Linked DNA regions of Mus musculus: region 1 is linked to region 2. A link is a contact called in public promoter capture Hi-C data. All regions are on one chromosome and are shown on one strand. Each heading gives the region's core, a stretch centred on a gene start, on an enhancer-like site or on the middle of the called end of the contact. The rest is flanking DNA. Distances are from core to core; before and after follow the strand shown. Region 1 holds the start of Fndc10 (fibronectin type III domain containing 10). Region 2 holds the start of Tmem52 (transmembrane protein 52).

Region 1 (7,219 bases), core at 3,841-6,340, 230 kb after region 2:
CACCATGTGGTTGCTGGGGTTTGAACCAAGGACCTTTGGAAGAGTAGTCAGAGCTCTTATCCGCTGAGCCATTTCTCCAGCCCCCCCAAGGAGATTTATTACCTGGGAAGGGCAAGCAGTTGAGGGAGGCTACAGAGGCAGACAAGCAGCAAGCAGCAAGCAAGCAGGTGCTTTGTACAGAAATTTTTTTTTTTAAAGGAGAAAAGTAGTGAGTTGGTAAATTCTCATTGAATATATTAACCACATAATGAATTTTTATTATTGGATCTTGGTGTTTTGTTTGAATCAGTGGCCAAATAATTGAATGGATCTTGGAGGCAGGGCGGGGGTAGGGGTGGGGTAACTTTAGGAATGCAATCTAATGGTTTGTAGCAAAGGAGAAGGAAAGGGAGGAATGGGAAAAACCTTTTGGCCCTCTGTTTGCCATTTTCTAGCCTGTTAGAGCCCTTCATTAATATGTGTGTGTGTGTCTGTATGCATATATGCATGCATGTATGTATATAAAATTTTAAACATGTAATTTAAATTTATAATTTAAACATAATTTAAATATACAATATAATAAATATACAGTATAAGAGAACCTGGGTTCAATCCCTAAAAGTAACATGTGGAAGGATAAACCCAACATGTCCTCTGACAAGCCGGGCAGTGGTGGCATATGCCTTTAATCCCAGCACTCAGGAGGCAGAGGCAGGCGGGTTTCTGAGTTCGAGGCCAGCCTGGTCTACAAAGTGAGTTCCAGAACAGCCAGGGCTATACAGAGAAACCCTGTCTTGAAAAACCAAAAAAAAAAAAAGATGTCCTCTGACTTCCACACAAGCACTGTGGCATGTATGTGTAGACAGACACACAACATATAAAATTAAGAAAATTTAATTTAAAAAAAACTTTAACAAACATTATGTAGTCAAAAGGCAATGGATTTGAAGAGAATTTTTACTGAAAGTATTAGCATGCTGGTATGTGTGCACAGGTTTCATCAAAGATGGTGTTTGGATACAAGGACCAGCAGGCTGTAAGTGCTAAACAGAGCTGCCATCTTTCTCCTTTTTCAAGCCATGTTCAAGTCCCCACTGATAATAGGCGACATGGTGAACAATGATGTAGCTTCCTCAGCTTTGATGGCAGCAGTAGATGTGGCCTTGTTCTCCCTTATTGTCTCTTTGTGGCTCACCCTTTCGTTGCCTCTTACCCCAAACCTAGTGCCAGGGCTAAATCTGTGCCCACACTTCATAACTAGAGCCCAATGTAAGCTAGAATGGACCAGCTTCTTCTGCAGGATCTGAAACTAAGAACACCATGAAAATCCTCAGTCAAGTCCCCATGCTTCATAGCCTGCTTAAAAAATATATATATAGCTTTGCTAGCTATCTCTCTGGGCTGTGAACTCCAGCACATGGGCTCGCTTCGTCTGAGGTTAGATCTGGGCACGTGGACGAGGCACACACGCCAGATCTCTGGCATTGGCTGTGTTGGAGGAGGCACACACGTCAGATCTCTGGCATTTGCTGGGTTTGGTTTCCTTTTTAACCAGCTACCTGTTCAGGTACCTCTAGAGCCACAGCAGCTGATATTGAGGCAACGAACTCCTTCCATGAGCTTCCATAAGTCTGAATGTGCAGGCTCGGGCTGACTCACTTGCCTGAGCAGGGAAAGGTCATTCCACCCACACTACTCCTGACCGGAGAAAGAGGCTCTCCCAAGAGAGATGGAGTCACTGCTACTAGAAATTGAAATGGCCCTGGTAGGCAGCCCCTACTCTAAAACTCCACAACAGCCTCAATACCTGGAAGGACCTTGTGTTTTGGCCTCAGCTATGAATTCTGTGCTAATACTCCTCCATCTGGCTACCTAACCATGACATACTTTCTGGGCACCCTGCCTGTGACAGGCTCCCTTCCTTCCAGTTTCCAGCAGGACTACCCAGGAGACTGGCTCTAGCCCAAAGTGAAGCCACCTGTTCCAATCTGCTCCCCGACGGTGCTCTTTGTGGAGTGGTGTCTGTGCTGATTGGTAGTTTTGTGGGCAGGGACATGGAAAGATGTAGCAAGGAAGTCTTGGGTAGAAGTATGAACATGACTCCTAGTAGGGACCAAGTTCCCACGATTCTTGCAGGTTCCAGTGCAGAATAGTTGGGGCTGCAGTGCTTCAATACAGCCAAGCCCTAAGACTGTGCTGTCAAAGGACTAGGGACTATTCTACTTCAGTTGGGGCTTGGGGGTCAAGCTACAGAAATAGGAGTGGATCAGTATGGAATGAGGTGGTGGTGGGCTCCGTGTGGTCTCTGGGGACAGCATTTCTCTCCTTTCTTTGTTCAATAGGCTTAAAAATATTGGGTAGGAGCCGGGCGTTGTGGCACACGCCTTTGATCCCAGCACTCGGGAGGCAGAGGCAGGCAGATTTCTGAGTTCGAGGCCAGCCTGGTCTACAAAGTGAGTTCCAGGACAGCCAGGGCTATACAGAGAAACCCTGTCTCAAAAAACAAACAAACAAACAAACAAACAAACAAAAAATATTGGGTAGGATTTAGGGCCTCCTGTTGTGAGTTTCCTCTGAACCTGCTGTGGCTTGGCAGACCTTTACACAGCAATAGCCTTTCCCCTCTCTTTGTTTCTAGCTGGAAATATACCATAGATAGAATTATCCAGACAGGATATAATAAAATCCTTTTTCCCCATGGCCAGCCTCAACCCAGTGGAGAGAAAGCAGCTTTTCCCTCAATATGTTACATGTTCTAATAGCTTTTTGGTGGAGTCTCTGGGTTTTTTTTTCTTTTTTCAATTAATTTTTTTTAAAGATTTATTTATTTTATGCATATGAGTACACTGTCGCTGTCTTCAGACATACCAGAAGAGGGCATCGAATCCCATTAAAGATGGTTGTGAGCCACTATGTGGTTGCTGGAAATTGAACTCAGGACCTCTAGAAAGCTTTCTCTTACATGAAAGGAAGCTGATCAAGTGCCACCCTGACCAGGAAAAGGCCAGAATTTGTGAGCCCCACCCCCAGCCCCACTGGAAAGCCCCTTGCCCTAGGACAAATTTGAAGCATGGGTGAAGTCAGACCTAGGGCAGGGCTATGGCTAGTGTGTTTTCAACTCAGATCACTGTTCAACAGGGTCCCTGTGAATAGACACCATGACTGCAGCAACCTTTATAAAAGAAAGCATTTAATTGGGGCTTGCTTACAGATCCAGAAGTTCAGTCCATTATCATCTTGGTGGGACGCATGGTGGCAACACAGGCCGATGTGGTGCTGGAGAGACAATTGAGAGTACCACATCTAGATCAGGCTTAGAGAGAACACTGGGACTGGCTTGGGCTTTTGAAACTTTAGAGCCCACCTCTAGTGGCACACTTCCTTCAGCAAGGCCACACCCACTCCAACAAGGCCACACCCACTCCAACAAGGCCACACCCACTCCAACAAGGCCACACCTCCTAGTAGTAAGATTGAGCATCTAGCTGTCTTCCATCCAAAGATACCACATTATGTTGTCTTGCCCATTTTCCGTACCAATATTTCCAACTAATACCTGCAAGCCAACTGAAAGAAGGTCTGGATAATTCTGGACATGACCTACAGGAATTTCTGGGCACATTTACAATGATGAGTCTGCACTCTGCCCAGTTTAAGGGAAAGGTAGGAATAGGGTGGGGGCAGGAAGTATATCTCTTGAAACCCCTGCCCTCCACTGAGGACGGAGATCTTATTAGACTCTACAAATTGGAGAGGCTTGGTGTCGTGATTGGATCCTTCCAAGTTAGTCATGAGGTGCACAATGGCTGCATAGAGGCTTCTGATACTGAACTCAGGCTCAGTTACCGCTTGGGGTTTTCAGGATGACTAGGATAAGGGCTGTAGGTGTGTGGAAACACCATAGTCTACAGACACAGGAGGTAGGACCTAGAGAACACTGCAGCCCGCACACCCTCCGTTTCCTTTCCTGGCTAAGGTCACCTCAAAGGACAGTACGTACAGTAGGGTGAGACCACACTCGCCTCCCTTTTCAGTGCACCGTTGATCCTTAGCAGCAGAGCTTTTAGGCACTAGCTGGTTCTGGCTGCACCCCCTACTTAGCGCAGGCAGGGCAGGCAGGGCAGTCTCTTCAGGTGTCCTTTGGCCCTGACTCTGTTTGGTGACCGTGCAGGGGTGAGAATTCAGTGGTTCTGCCCGTCCCCCTGTGTCTCCTTGCTTGGTTGTTTTGTGTTTTTTGAGACTAGTCTCAAGTAGTCAAGGAGACCTTTGATCTTGCTGATTTAGGGCACCATAACTGGCTTGGTTTGATTTTATTTTATTTTTTTGTTTTCATTTTGAGGGTCTCACTAAATTGCCCAGGTTGACCCCAAACTCATTTGGTAGCCCAGGTAGGCTATTCTCTTTTCCCACTTCTTTAGAGATGTATTTATTTTACGTATATAAGTGCTCTCTCTATACATATATATAAGTGTGTGCACCTGTGTGCCATCAGATCCCATTATAGATGGTTGTGAGCCACCATGTGGTTGCTGGGAATTTAATCCACAACTTCAGGAAGAGCAGCCAGTGCTCTTAACCACTGGGCCATCTCTCCTGCCCGGGTGGGCTAGTTCTTAAGTAGCTTGGATTCTATCGGCCTGACTCGGGGTGGCTTTTTGTGGGGTCGTTTTCATTGTCTGGTCCTGAGCCTCTTCAAGAGCCAATGACGAGAAGGAACAATGAGATAGAGGAGATCTGCCTGCAACATCTCTTCAGGAGTGCAGAATAATCAATTTTCACCAAGTCAAAACCTTGGCCTCAGATTTTCCTCCCTAGTGGATGCCATCTACTCCAAAGATCCAGGATCTCAGAGTGAAGTTACATTTCAGTCCCTTTGTCCATCCTCTTGGTCAGAGCGGGCAGGACGCTCTCGGTGGCCACGAGGGGCCAGCACCGGATAGAGGGACCGTCCGGAGTTCTCATCAATTGTGGCAAGGGCCTGTCCCAGGACCACCGTTCAACACCCGCCTGTGCTAGGTAGACTTTCTCATGCCCGTGGGACGCGGCCCAGAGAGGGTTAAGGGGGCGGGACGTGGGGCAGCCCCGCCTTTGCCGCTGGGTCCGAGCGCGCACCGGGCCTGGGCGTGAAGCGGGTCGGAGCGGGTGGCGGCGGAGGGCGCTGCGTGGGGGGAGCGCGGCAGCGGCTGCGGCGGCGCGGCCCGCGTGACCCTCCGCCGCGCCCCGTGCGCTCGCGAGCCCGCGCCCCGCCGCGCCGGCCTAGCCGCAGGATGCGCGCTCCGCCGCTGCTGCTGCTGCTGGCTGCATGCGCGCCACCGTCAGGCGCCGCTGTGGACCCGACGCCGCCGGGCTGGGAGCCGGCCCCCGACGCGCCCTGGTGCCCCTACAAGGTGCTGTCCGAGGGCCCAGAGACGGGCGGTGGGCGCCTGTGCTTTCGCAGCCCCGTTCGGGGTTTCCGCTGCCAGACGCCGGGCTGCGAAACGTTGGCCTCGGCGGGTGGCTCGCTGCGCGCCCACGTCCTGCGCAATCGCAGCGTGCTGCTGCAGTGGCGCCTGGCTCCTGCAGAGGCGCGCCGCGTGCGCGTCTTCGCGCTAAACTGCTCGTGGCGTGGCACCTATACGCGCTTCCCTTGCGATCGCGTGCTTTTGGGTGCCTCTTGCCGCGACTACCTGCTACCGGACGTGCACGACAGCGTGCGCTACCGCTTGTGCCTGCAGCAGCTGCCGCTGCGCGCCGAGGTCGCCGTCGTCCCGCCAGAGCTGGCCGAGTGCGTGGAGTTCACCGCCGAACCGGCAGCTATGCAGGAGATCGTGGTGGCCATGACGGCGGTAGGCGGCTCCATCTGTGTCATGCTGGTGGTCATCTGCCTGCTGGTGGCCTACATCACCGAGAACCTCATGCACCCGACCTTCCGGCGACCCAGTCTGCGCAGGCAGCCCTGAAGCGCAAGGCGACCCGCCCACCTGGGTTCCATCTGCCAAGTGCGCTGAGACCCTAAGGCCCTCTCTCTGCTTTTCTCTCATTCCCTCTCCCTCTTTAGGATCCCCATGGAGGGCCTAATGGAAACTAGCCCATGCAGGGACCTTGGCATCATCCCACGACCTTGCCAGCCCCAGATGGGTATCTGCCTTCCAGACTCAGGCCTCAGACTGGCCCATAGGCCTGGGCTAGAGTGTCAATGGCAGCCAGGGGTCTTCTCCATCTCCAGAGGCCTTTATAGAGCCGGCCAGAATATACATTCCCTTCTGGCAAAAACCACTGGCACCCAGGATCATGAACCTGAACTTTCATCCTGTGCCAGGTTGTCAAAGCTTGGCCGTGATTGTTGCTTGGTCACTTTGTACTTTGCAGATTGGGAGGAGTGACCTCTGGAGCCTGTACCCACCCCACCTTACCCCAGTGGGCTTAGGTTAGCTTTGTGCCTTAGTATCTCTGACCCACTGCAGGAGCCACCCATCATCCCTCAGCTGTCCATGGGGACTGTGGCCCTGTGGCTGTCTGGCTTATGCATGCTTCAGGTCAGAGTCCCATTGAGGACACACCATCTTTGAGACTTCCAGGAGCCTGGGGCAAGGGTTCACAGGCCCTGTTTTGTCTTCCTTTGTGGGTGTCCGAGAAGCCAAGAGCCATGATGTAGCTCAGCAGGCTGGGCCCAGTGTCCAGCTGCTGCACCCAGGGGTGAGTGTCCTCCACCTCAGGAGGCTGGGGATTCACCCTTTCCTCTTGCTTGTACTGCCTTGATTAGGATTTTTTTCCAGGGTGGGGTGGGGGTTGGGAAGACGGGACGCTGAGGGACCCTGAGGGGCTGAAGGAAAGCTGCCAGCCTTGCCCCGCCAAACCTTTAACTGTGCTCTGGGTCCCAAGCCTAGAAACCTCAGTGGCCACAGTGCTACTTTACGAGCCCAGGTCTTCTCACACCTGAGCTCTGACCCCAGTGATAGTGCCCCTCCTTCTGCATGGCCAGAGGCTGGTCTTGCCTACCTCCTGATACACACACAGGCACCTGGTTGAGGTCACTCAGCCACCTTGTGATATTGGGAAGAATAAGGCATTGCCCCTGTGTCTCTGAGCCTGGGCTCTGACCACTGAACTTAACCTTGGCGATTTTTCCTCCCATTCTCACCCCAGCGACCGTGATGACCTGAGCCCTGGCTGGCAGCACCCGTGTCCTACCTCTCTGTCTTTGCTCTGCCCGTTCCCTGTGAGGCACTGGTCAGTTGCCAACATCTAAATGTCCATC
Region 2 (7,914 bases), core at 1,261-3,760:
AAGACCACACGCACGCACACACACATACACACACACACACACACACACACACACACACACACACCAAGAAATACTAATCCATCCAACTCAACACACACACACAGCCTGCTCCTAGATGCACCACTCCCACCCACAGATCCCAAACCCACCAGCACCTCCCCAGACTTCGGAGATCCCAGGAGATCTCAACATAGGCCTATCAATAAACTCTGAGAACCAACATGTGGGCCTGCAGTGTGGGGCCTAAGCACCGAATGAGGTGGATGGGGACCCTGAAAGAAGTCTGACCCATACCCACCCCCCTCACATAACCCAACCCATAAAACAGTGTTCTGGCCAGTACAAGCCTCCCAGAGGGTGGGATCGTGCCAGATAACTATAGGGAGTTCACCCTGCCCCAAACCCTGGAAGACCCCTCTAGATCCGTATCACTGAGGGTAACAGTAGGCAGCGTAGGAAGCTGGGGGTTGCAGAGCCAGGGTTGAGCCTGGTTTAGACCTGGAAAGGTACAGGGGCGAGTAAGAGGGGGACAAGAGGTTCCAAAGTCCAGAAAGGTCCCTTAAGCCTCTCAACTCCTCCCAAGTCTCGGGAACCCAGATGCTCCCAAGCAAGGTGTGAGCCCGGTGTAAAGCGGGGCCCGGCCCGTGAGTCTGAGCTCAGAGTTCTCCGAAAAGGATGGATTTTGCTTTCTGCACCCCATTCCATCACCGCACGAGCTCTTCCCTCTGAAGTACAGCTTGTTGAAAGCTTTCTCTCGGAGCACATCCAGCCTGCCTGCCTGCCTGCCTGCCTTGCCTGCCTGTGCAGCATACGAACTTTGCCACCCAGTGGGGACAAGCTACTGAGAGAGCCTTCCCAGCCCTCCTGGGCCCGGCAGGGCAATGGGGGTGATGACATCTATCTGGGTCACTGTACTCATGAAAGCCCTTAGTGCCCCTGATGCCTTATACCCTGTCATGGCCCTTAACTGAGCCAGCCATTTTGCAGGAATCCTGCTCATCGACCTTGTAGGTAGCAGGCCCAGGCCTTTGGCTTCCCTGACGGTAGCTGACCACTTCTCAAACCCTTGACATGATTCCAGACCAGATGAGTGGACAAATCTAGAGAAGGCACTACCCTAGGCAGGCCACTTCCTTCTGATCCCAGACCAATATAACCCAGGTCCTCTGCAAGAGCAGATCCTTCCCTTTTCTGGACTCCAGACTTGGGTCCCAGCCTCGCACTGCACTTTTGACATCTACTCTTCCTATTGCTGGCCCTACGGTACCAAGCACAGCCACGACACAGCAAAGGACAGAAACAGCATGGGAACTAAGCTCATTGACCTGGCAGAGAGGGTCTTTGAGAGGCAAGGCACAGGTCTCAAGTGCATAGGACAGCTGTAGAACTCCTACCCACTGAGGGAAAAGCCAAAGATACATGCAGGTATGTGCACAGTGAAGAAATGAAGGCAGGACAGAGGGCTGGTACACCTCCTATCCTCCCTTAGCCAGCCTGGTTGTGCTGACCACCTGCTGCAATTTGATCACTAGTGTTCTAATAGCCCCTAGTAGTGGGGGGCAGAGCAGCCGGCCCAGCTCTTAGCCTGGAGGGAGGACTATTAAGGAGATTCCCCCGAGAAGCAGCAGCCACTTCCGGAGAAGAAGCAGGCATTCCAGGTTGAGCAAGGAGTGGTCAACGAATGCGATCTTTAAAGCCAAATGTTTTTTTTTGGAAAGTGGTCTGTCTGCAGTGGTTTAGTAGTCCAGAGCCAGGGGCCAAATGGGCCATTCCCCGGAGGTATCCCTACAGAGGATCCATAGCAAAGGTCCTTGAATGATGACCTAGAAGGCCCAGCACGGGCTGGAGAGATGGCTCAGTGGGTAAGAGCACTGACTGTTCTTCCAGAGGTCCTGAGTTCAAATCCCTGCAACCACACTGTGGCTCACAACCATCATAATGATATCTGATGCCCTCCCTCTCCTGGAGTGTCAGAAGGCAGCTACAGTGTACTTACATGTAATAAATAAATAAATAAATGGAAGGCCCAGCATATTAATGGTGTAGATCCCCACCCCTTTTTAACCTAGCCAATTGTGAAGTGTGAGGGTGGATTCTACTTTTCCCGAGAGGCCACAACCCAGTGCAGTCCTGACCACAAGTTTCAGGAGACCTGGTTTGGGGATGGGGATGGGGAAAATAGGAGATACAGGTGGCTGGCTGAGGCATCAGTCAGATATATGACGGACAGACCCATGTCCCATGCCCAGAGAGAATACTGCTCTATTCCCTCTTAGGGCTCCCACTGAAAGATCTTGATCCTTGATGACACAGAGGGAAAGGTGTGTGTGTGTGTGTGTGTGTGTGTGTGTGTGTGTGTGAGCGCGCGTGCAAGTGCTCTCAAACTTCTACTAGAAAAAAAAAGAGCAACAAAAAACGGAGAGCAAGGAGGGACGCATACCAAGGTGGGCGTGACCCTGGACCTTCAGCTGACAAGGCCCAGGGGCGGGGCCTCATAAAGCTGAGCCGGTGTTGGACTGAGTTTCGCTCTGTCTAAGGAACATGGCCCCGGGGCCGTCAGCCACACAGGGGATCCTGCTGCTGCTGCCTCTCCTGCCTCTGTCCCAGGTGGGTTGGGCCTCATTCGCAGCGGGTTTAAGGCAAGAGGGGCGGCCCTGAGTTCGGTCCCGCCCTGCTCAGGCTCACCCTTGTCCCTACAGGTGACGCTGGGTTCCGCGGACCGCAACTGTGACCCCTCGGATCAGTAAGTAGCTGGGGGCCAAGGGGAGAGGCAGAACTTGGACCGTGCTGGGAAAGGCTGGAGCGGTGGAGTGAGCTAGCAGATACCTCACCTGCTTCAGGTGCCGCTGTCCCCGCAGGTGCCCGCCCCAGGCCCGCTGGAGCAGCCTATGGCATGTGGGGTAAGTGGAATCCACCATGCCAACCCTCTGGTCCAACAGTTCCTCTGAAGTTAGACCATGGCTAGGACCTCCACAATCCCTTCTGCCTCACCTGCTGCATCTGCTGCCCCCAACTCCCTCGACGCTGTCTGAAGAGCCCTTGAGCCCTAGGCAGCCTTGGAAACCAGACCCGATTATCCTCAGCAGAAGGCACAAGGACTGTGCAGTTGCCTGGGGACAGTGTGTCCTGGGAGTGAACCCAAGGCCATCCCTGGCCAGCACTGGAGAGCCAAGCTAGGACTGGCCCCAGCTGGAAGAGACCAGTGCAGGCGGCTCCTCGGGCCTGAATCCAGCTGAGGAAGTGTCTGGCATGGAAAGACTTCTCTTACTTTCTTTTCACCTGCCGGTTATCCTGTTTTGGGTAGTTAGGCATGACTGGCCCCCGAGTGCAGGTGCCCAGTAACAGGAGGCCAGTCCCGCGGTAGATCCTTGCTCTTCCTTACCAGGCTCATCCTGCTCGCCATACTCCTGATGCTTTTGTGTGGGGTCACAGCCAGCTGTGTACGATTCTGCTGCCTCAGGAAGCAGACGCACACCCAGTCACACACGCCAGCGGCGTGGCAGCCCTGTGACGGGACAGTCATCCCAGTGGACAGTGATAGCCCCGCACACAGCACTGTGACCTGTGAGTGTCTGGAACCCACTAGCCTGCATGGGGGCTTGGGGGCTGAGGACACCGTGGGGTGAATGCCAAGCCATCTTGATAAACCCACTCTTGTTCCCTGCAGCCTACAGTTCCGTGCAGTACCCACTGGGCATGCGGCTGCCCCTGTACTTTGGAGAGCCAGACCCTGACTCCATGGTCCCTCCCACCTACAGCCTCTATGCGTCTGAGCTGCCACCCTCCTACGATGAAGTTGTGAAGATGATAAAAGCCAGGGAGGAAGTGGCAGCTCCCTCTGAGAAAACCAACTCTCTGCCTGAGGCCTTGGAGCCAGAGACCACTGGAGGGCCCCAGGAGCCAGGCCCCAGTGCCCAGCGGCCCTAGTCAAGCCCGCTTGAAAAGGGTGGGAGTTCTCTCTTCTGGAGCCATTAAACCATTGCCTGGATTCCTGGCACTTAGGACCAAGGAGCCCCACCTGTGTCATCCTTCCCCTGGGAAGGCCAGCCATCCAGCACATTGCTGCGGACGCGGCCTCGTTGCTATGCAATGCCTGGCCAGCCAGCCTGCCCCTGTATTGGCCCCTCTTCTTCACCCTTCCCATCCATCCGGGGCCCAGCAGGCCCTCATCCCGGAGGAGCCTGGATCTTGGGAGCTCAAACCCCACTGGCATGCCAGCCCTTTGAGGGGAAAATAAAGTTTACGTAAACATGTTCTCGGTCTTTGCGGAAAGGGTTCTAGTGCCCCCGCCAAGGGTGTCCAGCAGGCCTTGGGTAGCCACCCCAGGGTAAACAGACAGGATTGGGGTGGGGGGTGTCCATCTGCTCTTCCTGCTGGCGTTTAGAGCCCACATCTGGACAGTGGGAAGGGCCAGAGGTCAGAGAAAAATGATCTTCAACTTCAGAGTGTGCCCACATTCCCTTACCCAGGCCCACCTCTTCCCTCCAGGTTGGGTCGGAGAGAAACCCACACTCAATCCCCATCCCTGTCAGTCTCCTTGGGTCAGCCTCCATTTTCCCGAGGGTCTCACACACATTCATCAGTGCACGTCTGCCAAGGCTTCACGCTCGGCCACCACCTTCCGGTACCTTTATGAACTCCTCATTTATTGAGGCACCACCAACCTCCAGGCCCAAGGTCCTCCATGAAGATGTCTCAGTCTATCCCTTGCTGTTCTTGTCAGAGCTGCCCTCAGTTTACCCTCCTAATCCTGGGTTTTCTCGTAGTAAATCCCCCAGGAAGCCATCACAGTTAAAGAACCCTTTGTCTGCAGAGTCTTACTGTCCCAAGAATCAAGTTAGGGCTCCCAGGTCCACCCTTCCTTCTCTAGCTGCATCTCTCCCCACTCGTGTGCACAGGTGACCACAGACCTGGACTGTACCCACACCCCACACCCTGCCAGCCCCGTCCACATCCCGCATAGGCCAGGTCGCTCTTGGTGAAGTCAATGCCTTGCAGGCTCATTCGCTGTCCCCACTCCTCACCTTCCCCTGGCTCTCCTTATGGAACATCTCAAAGACACGCCCGTATCCCTTAATCTACTCAGCTGCCAAGCATTCAGTCTGTAGGGATACCTGGCTTCTCCAGGAGCTCCTCATTGCCCACCTGTCCAGGAGAGGGTAGGAAGTAACCTACCTTCTACTTGGCTATCCTTCAGGGCATACAGTTAAAAAGGAGACCCTAGTGGAGAGAAGATGTTTAAGAACAAGCTTCACAGTGGATGTAATCCTGACAGAGGCAAGAATACCTCAGGGGAAGGGTGGCACAGTCGTGAGGGCCAGATGAAGGCTGTCGGGCACACAAGAGCCAGGGCACAGGCCAGCCTTGTGAGGTAGCATCAGGGACTAAAAAACAAACAAAAAAACAAAAAACAAACAAACAAAAAAAACAAAAAAACTATGTAACAAACCCTAGGGCCAAAGCATTCAACCATCCTTTCACACCCTTGCAGAAGCAGGTCCCTATGAAAGCCTTCAGCAAGGGGTGGTTTTCCCACACCAGGAGGAGGGAAGTGCTGCCAGGGAAAGTCTTCCCTAGGCTTTCAAAGCCCCTCCTTAGGCTCCCAAATGGCCCTCACACCTTGGGTGCATTCTCTGCCTGCAGGCTCTGCCCGAATCCCCTCCCCTACCCACCCGGCCGGTTCTCCAGAGGTTCCATCAGATACTGAAACTACCTTACCATGTGCCCTAGATGACCAAAGAAGAAAATGAGGTGACTCCAGGCTGCTTGGGGCAGAGCATGCTGGACCGCCGGGCTAGCCATGTCTTAACTGGGCTCAACTACCTAGGGTTTCCAGGATACAGATTCCAAAATCCTTTTAGGGTTAGAAAATCCTGCGAGTCCTCTTTCAGGATAGGCTCAGTCCTTCCCTAAAGGGCCACTTCCTGAACCTTCTCAGCTTGGGCATTCACTCACCCTGAAGATGAGTGTGCTAAGGGCCAGTGGCAAAGGGACAGAGAAGGACCAGCCAATGCCAGATCCTTGCATGGACTGTTGTTCCCATCTCATAATCCAACTCTATGTCCCCACAGACGTGAACACACACACACACACTGCCACACACACACACACACACACACACACACACACAAATAATAAACAAATAAATATAAATGTGATAATTTTTTGAGTCCAGGGCTGGGGAGATGGCCCAGTAGATTAAAAGCACCTAGGTTCTGCTGCAGGGACCCTCATTAAAGGCTGTGATCACTTATTTGGGAAACTTCTTGTAAAAGGCCCAGCCCAACTGGCTAGTTTCCCATTTGCTTTTGTCTAGCTGGACCCACATACAGACTCAGTGCCAATCCCACAGCCAAGACTTGGCAAACACTCTATAAAGGTAGAAGGTCTGAGCAAGTGCCTTAAGGATCCTGGCTACCATGCACAGATGGGACTGAAGGTCCCCAGTTTAGAGCAGAAACATGGGCACAGCCTGTGGCCTGGCAGGTGAACCTGGGGCAAGCCAGCACTGTGAGACTGGCAGGTTGCCTCCAGGCAGTTGGGGGCTATTCTGGGGTTTCTTGGGAAACCTGACCTCCCATCCGCTCAGAACAGCAAAGCCAACTCCCTAGGAAGTAGCAAGGTGCCACAGAAACACTCAAATACTCTGCGCCCACTTACACATTTGTATTTTTTTCAGACGTGCACCAGCTCTCCTCTTATCTGAGGGTAGCAAACCACCAGGCAGTGGTGCTGGCCCCCCAACACCAGAGTAGGGGGTCCTTCCTGCTCCCATCCAGGCAGAAGCAGAAAGCCTGCTTGGGAGAGAGTGAGGCACTCAGAGGTTTATGCTTGCAGATCTCAGACGCTGTGCACTGAGAGGCTCCTCTCATCCCTAGCTGGCTGGCTGCCAAGATTACTCATGACCTTGGCCCACCTGTCCCATGCCTGTCTGATGACTCTAAGCATGTGTGGCACTCAGTGTCCTCCGACAGCCCAGTCCTCTGCCTGCCAGGACACCCAGGGTCGCAGGTGCTCCCTGTTCTCAGCAGGCCAATTGCAGAGGCTAAAGGCTTGTGTGCCTTCATCGGAGGCCCCTGCAGCAGATCCTAGGCACTCTTTATCCACTGAGTCGTCTCTCAGCCCCGAACTTAAAAACTTAAAGAGAGAAATTATCACATTTTTATGTGTTTGCGTGCGCGCAGCATGGCGGGCCTGTCTCCCAGGTGTAGTCAGGATATGGACTGTGGGAGGCCAGCTCTGTATTTAATGTGGTGAGAGGGTCATCCTATGCCTTCATCCTGGCTGTCATCTGTGCTTGTTTTCCCCCAGGGTTGGGGGCTGTGATGGTTTGTATAGCTTGGGCCCCGGAGTAAACAATAGGAGGTGTGGCCCTGTTGGAATGGGTGTAGCCTTGTTTAAGTAGGTGTGTCACTGTGGGCGTGGGCTTAAGACCCTTATCCCAGCTACCTGGAAGTCCATCTTCCACTAGCAGTCTTCAGATGAAGATGTAGAACTCTCAGCTCCTCCTGCACCATGCCTGCCTGGATGCTGCCCTGCTCCCACCTTGATGATGATGGACTGAACCTCTGAACCTGTAAGCCAGCCCAATTAGATATTGTCTTTTATATAAAACTTGCCTTAGCCGGGCATAGTGGCGCACACCTTTAATTCCAGCACTTGGGAGGCAGAGGCAGGCAGATTTCTGAGTTTGAGGCCAGCCTGGTCTACAAAGTGAGTTCCAGGACAGCCAGAGCTACACAGAGAAACCCTGTCTCGAAAAACCAAAAACAAACAAACAAACAAAACAAAAAACAAAAAAAACACTTGCCTTATTGGAGAGGAGACTGAAGGAGCTAAGGGAGTTTGCAGCCCCATGGAGGGAGTAACAGTGTCAATAGGCCAGACATCCCAGAGCTCCCAGGGACTGGACCA

What was found. Promoter capture Hi-C pulls out the DNA fragments that hold promoters and counts their contacts.
Region 1: a contact with region 2 is called in a promoter capture Hi-C map of liver, with 7 times the contacts expected there. The contact joins the promoter of Fndc10 here to the promoter of Tmem52 in region 2. A contact is called at or near these places in 18 of 39 promoter capture datasets (the 3T3-L1 cell line, 3T3-L1-derived adipocytes, the C10 cell line and 12 more), 23 of 484 Hi-C or Micro-C datasets (the AML12 cell line, B cells, CD4 T cells and 18 more), 13 of 115 datasets of contacts at active chromatin or transcription factors (the HPC-7 cell line, T-cell acute lymphoblastic leukemia, bone marrow-derived dendritic cells and 8 more) and 5 of 9 other capture datasets (adipose tissue, embryonic stem cells, embryonic tail and 2 more).

What each region holds. Positions count from the first base shown.
Region 1 is chr4:155,689,252-155,696,470 of GRCm38.p6, forward strand. It overlaps Fndc10 (fibronectin type III domain containing 10), which reads left to right and starts at 5,091. Exons shown (of 1, transcript NM_178699.4): 1 at 5,091-7,219. The coding sequence starts at 5,250. The coding sequence ends at 5,921.
Region 2 is chr4:155,466,604-155,474,517 of GRCm38.p6, forward strand. Tmem52 (transmembrane protein 52) reads left to right here and starts at 2,511. Exons shown (of 5, transcript NM_001253856.1): 1 at 2,511-2,607; 2 at 2,700-2,743; 3 at 2,859-2,900; 4 at 3,386-3,564; 5 at 3,668-4,255. The coding sequence starts at 2,542. The coding sequence ends at 3,927. It overlaps Cfap74 (cilia and flagella associated protein 74), which reads left to right. Exons shown (of 39, transcript NM_001368738.1): 39 at 1-220.